2 separate regions of the Canis lupus genome follow, and region 1 is linked to region 2. A link is a contact called in public Hi-C data. All regions are on one chromosome and are shown on one strand. The core of a region is the stretch at or near the end of the contact, and the rest is flanking DNA. Distances in the headings are between cores, read along the strand shown.

Evidence for each region. A called contact is a pair of places that touch in the nucleus more often than the background predicts.
Region 1: a Hi-C map of blood shows a contact between it and region 2, with 2.4 times the contacts expected there. The contact joins the promoter of TBC1D2 here to the promoter of NANS in region 2. A contact is called at or near these places in 2 of 9 Hi-C or Micro-C datasets (both in blood).

The regions. Positions count from the first base shown.
Region 1 is chr11:55,788,125-55,791,748 of UU_Cfam_GSD_1.0, reverse strand. It overlaps TBC1D2 (TBC1 domain family member 2A), which reads left to right and starts at 1,258. Exons shown (of 14, transcript XM_038552915.1): 1 at 1,258-1,798. The coding sequence starts at 1,445.
Region 2 is chr11:55,618,983-55,622,823 of UU_Cfam_GSD_1.0, reverse strand. It overlaps NANS (sialic acid synthase), which reads right to left and starts at 1,524. Exons shown (of 6, transcript XM_038552913.1): 1 at 1,393-1,524. The coding sequence starts at 1,524.

The sequences.
Region 1 (3,624 bases), core at 9-2,508, 170 kb before region 2:
GTGATGAGAGAGGCACTTCCCCTCTGTCGTGGTCTCCCCCAAAGCCCATCACCCCAATCTAATCATGAGAAAACACCCGACAAACTCAAATTCACACAATTCTATAAAACTGACCAGTACCCTTAAAAAAATGTCAGTCATAAAAAATAAAATAAAATAAAATAAAATAAAATAAAATGAAATAAAGGAAAAGCTGAAATACGTAATAGCTCAGAGGAGACTAAGGGAACATGATGACCAAATGTGGAATCCTGGATTAGATCCTGAACTATTAGTGGGAAAACTCCTGAGTTTTTCAAATGTAAGTCGTATATTTGAAATTATTATGATTGCAAGTATCTACCATTAGTTAGCTAGAAAATCTAAACAAGATGTGCTGTTTGCTTTATTAAGAAATTTTGAAACATTGTGTGTCAACTATACTTCCATAATAATCAAGACGTCTTTTAAAACTCCAGAAATGGATGGTGAATTTGATCAAATACCTTTTTAGAAAATATCTTTTTAATCAAATACCTTTTCAGAAAATATTAAGACGACCGTATCTTTGGCACTACAGATGTAATTTTCTCTTGTTATTCAAATATGCCTGCATCTCTAAAATAGCTCCTTCCAGGTGCAGTATGTAATTCTTTGGTGAAACACCAGAACCGGTTTGCAAGTATTTTATGTAGGATTTTAGCGTCATCATTTAGCTGCAGCCGGGCCTGGGCGCCCTACCTATCGTGACTTGGGCCGGAGGGAGGCGAGTAGGAACCGCAGCAGGTGCAGCGGAGGCCGCTGCACTCAGTGTAAAGACCTCAACAAGCTGAACGATCCCCCCCGGAGAGAAGCCTGCAGAGACCCTGGACTCGCTAGCGCCCCGAGCGGCGCCGGAAGTGGCGTCATCCACCCGGCGTCCCTCTCAGCCAATGGCCGCGGGATGCGCCGCTCGAGGGTAACCTGCACGGCACCTGGACTTAGGTAAAAGCAGACGGCCCTTCAGGCGCAAAATGAACTGTCCTTGTACATTATTACGCGAGGTAGCAAGGCAGCCTAGTCAGAGACAGGTGTCTCTTCCCGCTTCTCTGCCGCCAGTTAACGTAGCTCAGGGACACCACGCCTTCAACCTGAGGGCGCTCTCACGGTCCGCAGGTGCCCTCACTAAAGATGGCTGACCGGCGCGGAGTAAAAGCCGGAAGTAGGCGGGGTGGGCGGTGCGGGGAGGGGGCGTGGTTAGGCGTGGCGAGGGCGTGGCCTGGCCGCCTGGAGGTCGGGAGGGGCGTGGCCAGCCGCCCCACCTGGACTCTCGGTGAAAGGCGCGCGGGCCGCCGCCGTCCGCATTCCTGCCGTCTCCGGGGGGCGGGTCGCCACCGGCCCCGCCCCCGCCCAGATTTCTCCCTCTCGGGAGCACCCCCGGAGTCTCCGAGGTTGGGCCCGCGCTGGCAGCCGAGCCTCAGTCGGAATGGAGGGCGCCCAGGAGGACCCCGCAGAGTCTAGCTCCTCCGTCCCCAGGTTCGCAGAGCCTGCGGGCTCGGCCGGGGGCGCCGAGGTGCTGCCTCCGGAGGAGTCGGGGGCGGCCGCCAAGAAACTCTGTGGCTATTTAAGTAAATTTGGCGGCAAAGGTCCCATTCGGGGCTGGAAATCCCGCTGGTTCTTCTACGACGAGAAGAAATGTCACCTGTATTACTCACGGACCGCGCAGGATGCCAATCCCTTGGACAGCATCGACCTCTCCACTGCGGTCTTTGACTGCAAGGCGGACGCCGAGGAGGGGACTTTTGAAATCAAGACTGCCAACCGGATTATTACCCTGAAGGTAAATGGGGCAGTTTCCCCCTCCTTTTCAGCCAGGATGGGTTCCCAGGGCACGGCTGGGCACGTGTGGGTGGTCACAGTAAATTCACTGGAACAAGAATTACAGACTCTGATCTCTTCCAGTGAACCCTGGGCGCCCACGGTGTAGTGGATTCCAAAACGCATTCACACCCATTTCCTCATTGGGCGCCCACGGCAAAGGCGGGGTGATGCACCCACACTAGAATTTATAAACTGAGTCTTAGAGAAACGAAGTAACCAGCTAGGGGTCATGCGTGTCCGGAGCGGTGTAGACCACACTTGGAATCCCTGAGTCTTCCTACTTCCTCAGCTGTGTCTCGAGACTTTTACTTTTTGTTGTGCCTTAACAATGCAGTTACCTTAACTTTCTTACTTGGGGCTGAAAGAGAGTCAGGATATGAGCTGTGTAATCCGCTCCTGGCCTGGATTCTGAATCACTCTTCTTGATATTTTGGCCAAGGGGAGTGAATGCTGAGCAAATGTTGGCAGGGATTGGGAGATAAAATACTTAGGTTTCTCGGATCAGCCTAAAATGTTCGCAGAGGCATGACTAAACGTGTTTTGCCGTCAGTAGGTTTTATTTTATTATCACCTTGAACTGAGAAAGCCTGAAACAGTGGGAAAGCCACATGCTTTGAAATCAGACAGGCTTGGATTCAGATTCTCCATCAGGTACTTAGTAGCCGTGTCACCCGGGCAAGTTACTTAACCTCTCAGAATCTAGGTAGTTTGTGAGATTTAAAACAAGGTATGTAAGCATCTGGCACCTACAAATTGTTGAATTAATCCCAGTGTCTAGATGCAGCCCAACACCTCGTGGGTGCTCAATCGATTCTTGTTTAATGAACCCAAATGATGATAATAATAGGTCGTAATGTTCACGTTAGGAAGCGGTGCCCCAGAACTTGAGCGGAAAGACACATCTGAGCTGAGGGTTCCGGGATTCACACTCATCAAAGAAGAATGTGCCAGGAGACAGCCTCCTGGACACCACTCCGTCTTCCTGCCCTTCCATCCTGGCTTCCAGCCAACTGGGCATCCATCGAGCCCCTGGACGTAGCCCACAGTTTCCATTCCCCTTTAATGGCTGGGCCTGACTGGTGCCCTGGCTGGGGAAATCAGATAAAATAACGCAAACCTGGAATTCCAGGCCCGGGAAGGCACGCATTTGGGAGGTCATGTGGTTTATGGGTCATGCGTTCCCTCCCACAGGCTGAGCATTATCTTACAGGGTCTCCAATACATGTCTTTAACTGTTCAATTGATCTATGTCTGTGCCTGGCTCTGTGCTAAGCACTGGGGCATGGAGCCAGATCAGACGTGCTGCCTGGTTCTCAAACAGCTTGAGTAAGGACTGAGGAGGGAAGGAGAGGGAGACTGGCACACACAGTGCAGTGTTCTGTAGAGACGTTCTGATAAGTCTGTACCAGAAAAGTGTGACAGGAAGGGGTCGCTTCTGCTGAGTGGAAGGGTCCACCCAGGAGGAAACAACGGAGGAGGAGATGACACCTGAGGCCCAAAAAAGGGATTTGGTTTTCTATGAGCAGACAGGAGGGAGAAGGGTTATTCCTGGCCATGGGTGTTCCGTGAGCAAAGACAGGAAACATGATACAGTCCAGAGTGTCCTGGCAAATCACAGGAGCCTGGGGTACAGACGGGCCCAAAAGATGGAGTGGGAGAACGGAGGCCCAAGCATGGGGCATTTGTGAGTTAGGCCTGGGAGCTTGGACTTTGTCCTGTGGGCTGTGGGAAATTGTCAAAGAGCTTAAAGCAAGAAAGCCTTTGAGATTAGAATGTTTAGAAGGC
Region 2 (3,841 bases), core at 275-2,774:
AAATACCTAATCACAATTAACGACATTAGGTGAACACCTCTGACTGAAGGGAGGGGGGAAAAATATGGGAGTGAGCCATCCTTAAACCCAGAAATCACAGCACAGACCTCATGCTGGGGACTAAGGTCACAATAAAAACACGATAGTCCCCCATTCAAGGGTTTCACAGTTGAACAGAGAGAGCAAGGAACTTGGACAGTGACAATGCAATATGATGGGAGCAATGACAGGGGCCCAGCCTTGAGGGAAAGGGTTGGAAAAAAGCATCCAAGTAGACCTGGACAGGAATGGAAATTTGCCGGGGTTCCTGGGTGCCTCAGTTTGGGCTTCTTTCTGCCTTCCGCTCAGGTCCTGATCCCAGGGTCCTGGGATCCAGGCCCGCATCAGGTTCCCTGTGGGGAGCCTGCTTCTCCTTCTGCCTCTCTCTCTGTCTCTCATGAATAAATAAATTTAAAAATAAAAAAAAATTAAAAATCTAAAAAAAAAAAATTGCCAAGAGGGAGCAATGAATATTTATAAATCTATCGCTAATAGCTAACATTTATTGAGTCCTCTGTGCCAAATACTGTGCTAAGAGCCTTACATAAATCATCCCGTTAGATTCTTACAAACTCTATTAAGTACTATTATCAAGCCGATTTTCAAACGATGAAACGGAGGCTCACAGAGAGGTTAAGTAACTAGTCCGTGTTCACACGGCTGGTAAGTGGTGGCGTCTGAATTTGAATCCAGAGCCCTGACGGTTTCACCATTTCCTTTTCCAAACACAAGGAAAGGCAAGTGAGAGGAGATCACAGCAACTTCGGGAACTTCCGGAACTTGCTGGAAGTAATTCAAGGTCGCTGAAAGATGTCGGAGACGAAACAATGAGCAGGCAGGAAGGAACCAGGTCACTGAGGTCCTGAAGCCTACGGTGAGGGGTTCTGGCTCCACCCGCGGGCCGTGGGGAGCCACTGAGGCAGGGGTACGACCTCATCAAACCTGTGCTCTAGGAAGATCCTTCTGCCACCCGAAGGGGGCAAAGGACGGGTCAGGAGGCAACTGCAGGGATGCAGACAGGTGAGGAGGGTGGGGAGAGGTGAGGAGGACCGCAAAGATTTAAGAACGGACACGGCGAGCGGGACGCCAGGCCGCACGCGGGATCCCGGGTCCCCGCCCCCACCTGCTGTCTCCGGGCCCCGCCCCCGGCTCCAGGCCCCGCCCCCGCCTGCTGTCTCCGGGCCCCGCCCCCGGCTCCAGGCCCCGCCCCCGCCTGCAGTCTCCGGCCCCGCCCCCGGCTCCGGGCCCCGCCCCCGCCTGCAGTCTCCGGCCCCGCCCCCGGCTCCGGGCCCCGCCCCCGCCCCCGGTCCCGGTTCCTGCCGGCGCCTTTTCCGCCCCGGGCTCTGCCCTCACCTTAGCCGTGCGGATCATGCGCTTGGCCACTTCCAGGTCGCCCTGGTGGTTCTGGCCGATCTCGGCAATGATGAAGCACGGGTGCTGCCCGCCCACCCAGCGCCCGGGACACAGCTCCAGCTCCAGCGGCATCGCGGCGGCTCGGCTCGCCTCGCGCTCCGGCGCCGCACCGCCCGCCTCGAGTCCGGTCCGCAGCCCAGCGGGGACCACACAGCGGCCCCGCCGCGTCAGCGCCGCCACGTCAGCCCGCGGCCGCGCAGCCAATCCGCGGGCCCCAAGTCGCTCCCGCCAGCCAATCGGGGCAGGGGGCGGAGCCTGCGCGAGGTGGGCGGGGCGGCGGGACGAGGACGGCCGCCGGGTGCTCCTGAGCGGGGCCGCGGGCTCCCGGCCGGGCTGCCGGGGCGGTGGTGCTCGCGGCCTCCGCGCTCCAGCCGGGAGCCACCATTCCCCGTAGGGCAGTGGGACGGCGGGAGGCTGACGGCGGCCTCGGGCGTGGGGAGCGGGCTCCCTACGGTGTAATGGAAAAAACGGACTCTGGAGTTGGAACTGCGGAGCTGCTTTGAGCTCAGCCCCTCCCACTAGCCGGTTCTCGGTCGTGAACGCGTTAGTCTTCCTGGACCTTATTTTCCTTTTCCCCCAAATGGGAAAATTATATAGGTTCGCGACATGATGTATAGAAGGCCCTGACCACGGTACTTGTCCTGTAGTGAGGTTTCAATACGTGGTCTCCATTTATGTTCAGAAAGTTCACGAGGGGCCCCTGGGTGGCTCAGTGGTTGAGCATCTGCCTTCGGCTCGGGGCGTGATCCTGGGGTCCCGGGATCGAGTCCCACATCTGGCTCCCTGCGTGGGGCCTGCTTCCCTCTCTCTACCTAGGTCTCTGCCTCTCTGAATACATAAATAAAATCTTAAAAAAAAAAAAAAAAAGTGCCACTGACTTGTCCAAAGCCATCCAGAAATCCAGAGCAGAGCTCGGACCAGGACCCTGGTCTGCCTCTGGCCTTCGGCCACCGCAATTATGCTGTTAGCTTGCAGACAAAGTTCAGAAATAAGAGGCAGAAAAAAAAAAAAAAGAAAGAAATGAGGCAGTTTGAAGAAAACACTGATTCTCAGCTTGCTTTACCCGAACTGATGAGCAAAGTAATAATAGAGAAAAGCAAGGAGGAGGCACCTCTGGGTGGAAGGTGAGAAGAGTAGGGTTTGGACACATTGGTATAAATATGTAAGTGAAACTGCCCACCAGGTAGGAGAAAAGGCAGGTTTGAGGTTCAGTAGAGGTCTGGGCCAGAGAGAACCCAGAGTCATTCTGAGTGAGGACAAGACCCAGGATAGGTAGACGGCTGGAAGAGAGGGCTTCCAGAGGGAGGAAGAGCGTGGAGGAATGAGCTTGAGCAGCTGCCACCACAGGAATGGAGAAAAGAGACTAGAAGTAGTTGACAGAATTAGGGTGGTCCTGAGGCAGGGAGACTGATGAAGTCAAAGGCCCAGACAGTCCAGGAGAATGAGGAAGAAGAGACCAATGGACTTAGGGATCAGAATGCCACTGGAGAGAGCAGATTTGTTGACCAAAGGAGGTGAGGAAACAGAAGGGACAAATATAGACCTTTTCTGGGGAACATTTGATTGTTAAAAGCAGATAGAGGGGCACCTGGGTGGCTCAGTGGTTGAGCATCTGCCTTTGGCTCAGGTTGTGATCCTGGGGTCCTGGGATCAAGTCCCACACTGGGCTCCCCATAGGGAGCCTGCTTCTCCTTTCTCTCTGACTCTCATGAATAAACAAACTCTTAAAAAAAAAAAAAAGGCAGATAGAAAATGGACCCTGGGCTACATGGGGTCCCAGAGTTGAGGGGTTCTGAAGAAGGGCACCTTTGGAGGCCAGGAGGAAGCAATCAAAGGAAAGGAGGGGATCGTAGCAAGGCTCACTTATCCGTGATCTGTGGGTATATCAGAACAGATGGCACTTGCATTCCATCTATCTATCAGGTTTAACTGGCATTGGACATCTGAGGCAGAGCAGAAGACCTTGAGTCCAGAGAAAATTAAACCCAGCACTAAAGTAACTCAGTGCTACATGTGCTAAAGAAAACCATTATGGTTTCAAATAATTTGTGAATCGTGAAAATTATGTTTAAAGGGAAAAAGGAGAAATCACATTTAAAAATACAACCAGGAGCACCTGGGTGGAAGTTAAGCATCTGCACTTTTTTTTTTTTAAGATTTTATTAATTTGTTTGATAGAGCAAGCACAAGCAGGGGGGAGCAGCAGAGGGAGAGGGAGAAGTAGGCTCCCACTGAGCAGGGGGCCCAACATGAGGCTTGATCCCAGGACCTTGAGATCATGACCTGAGCCAAAGACAGACGCCTAACTGACTGAGCCACCTAGATGCCCCAAGCATCTGATTCTTGATTTCGGCTCAGGTCATCATCTCAGAGTGGGGAGATTAAGCCC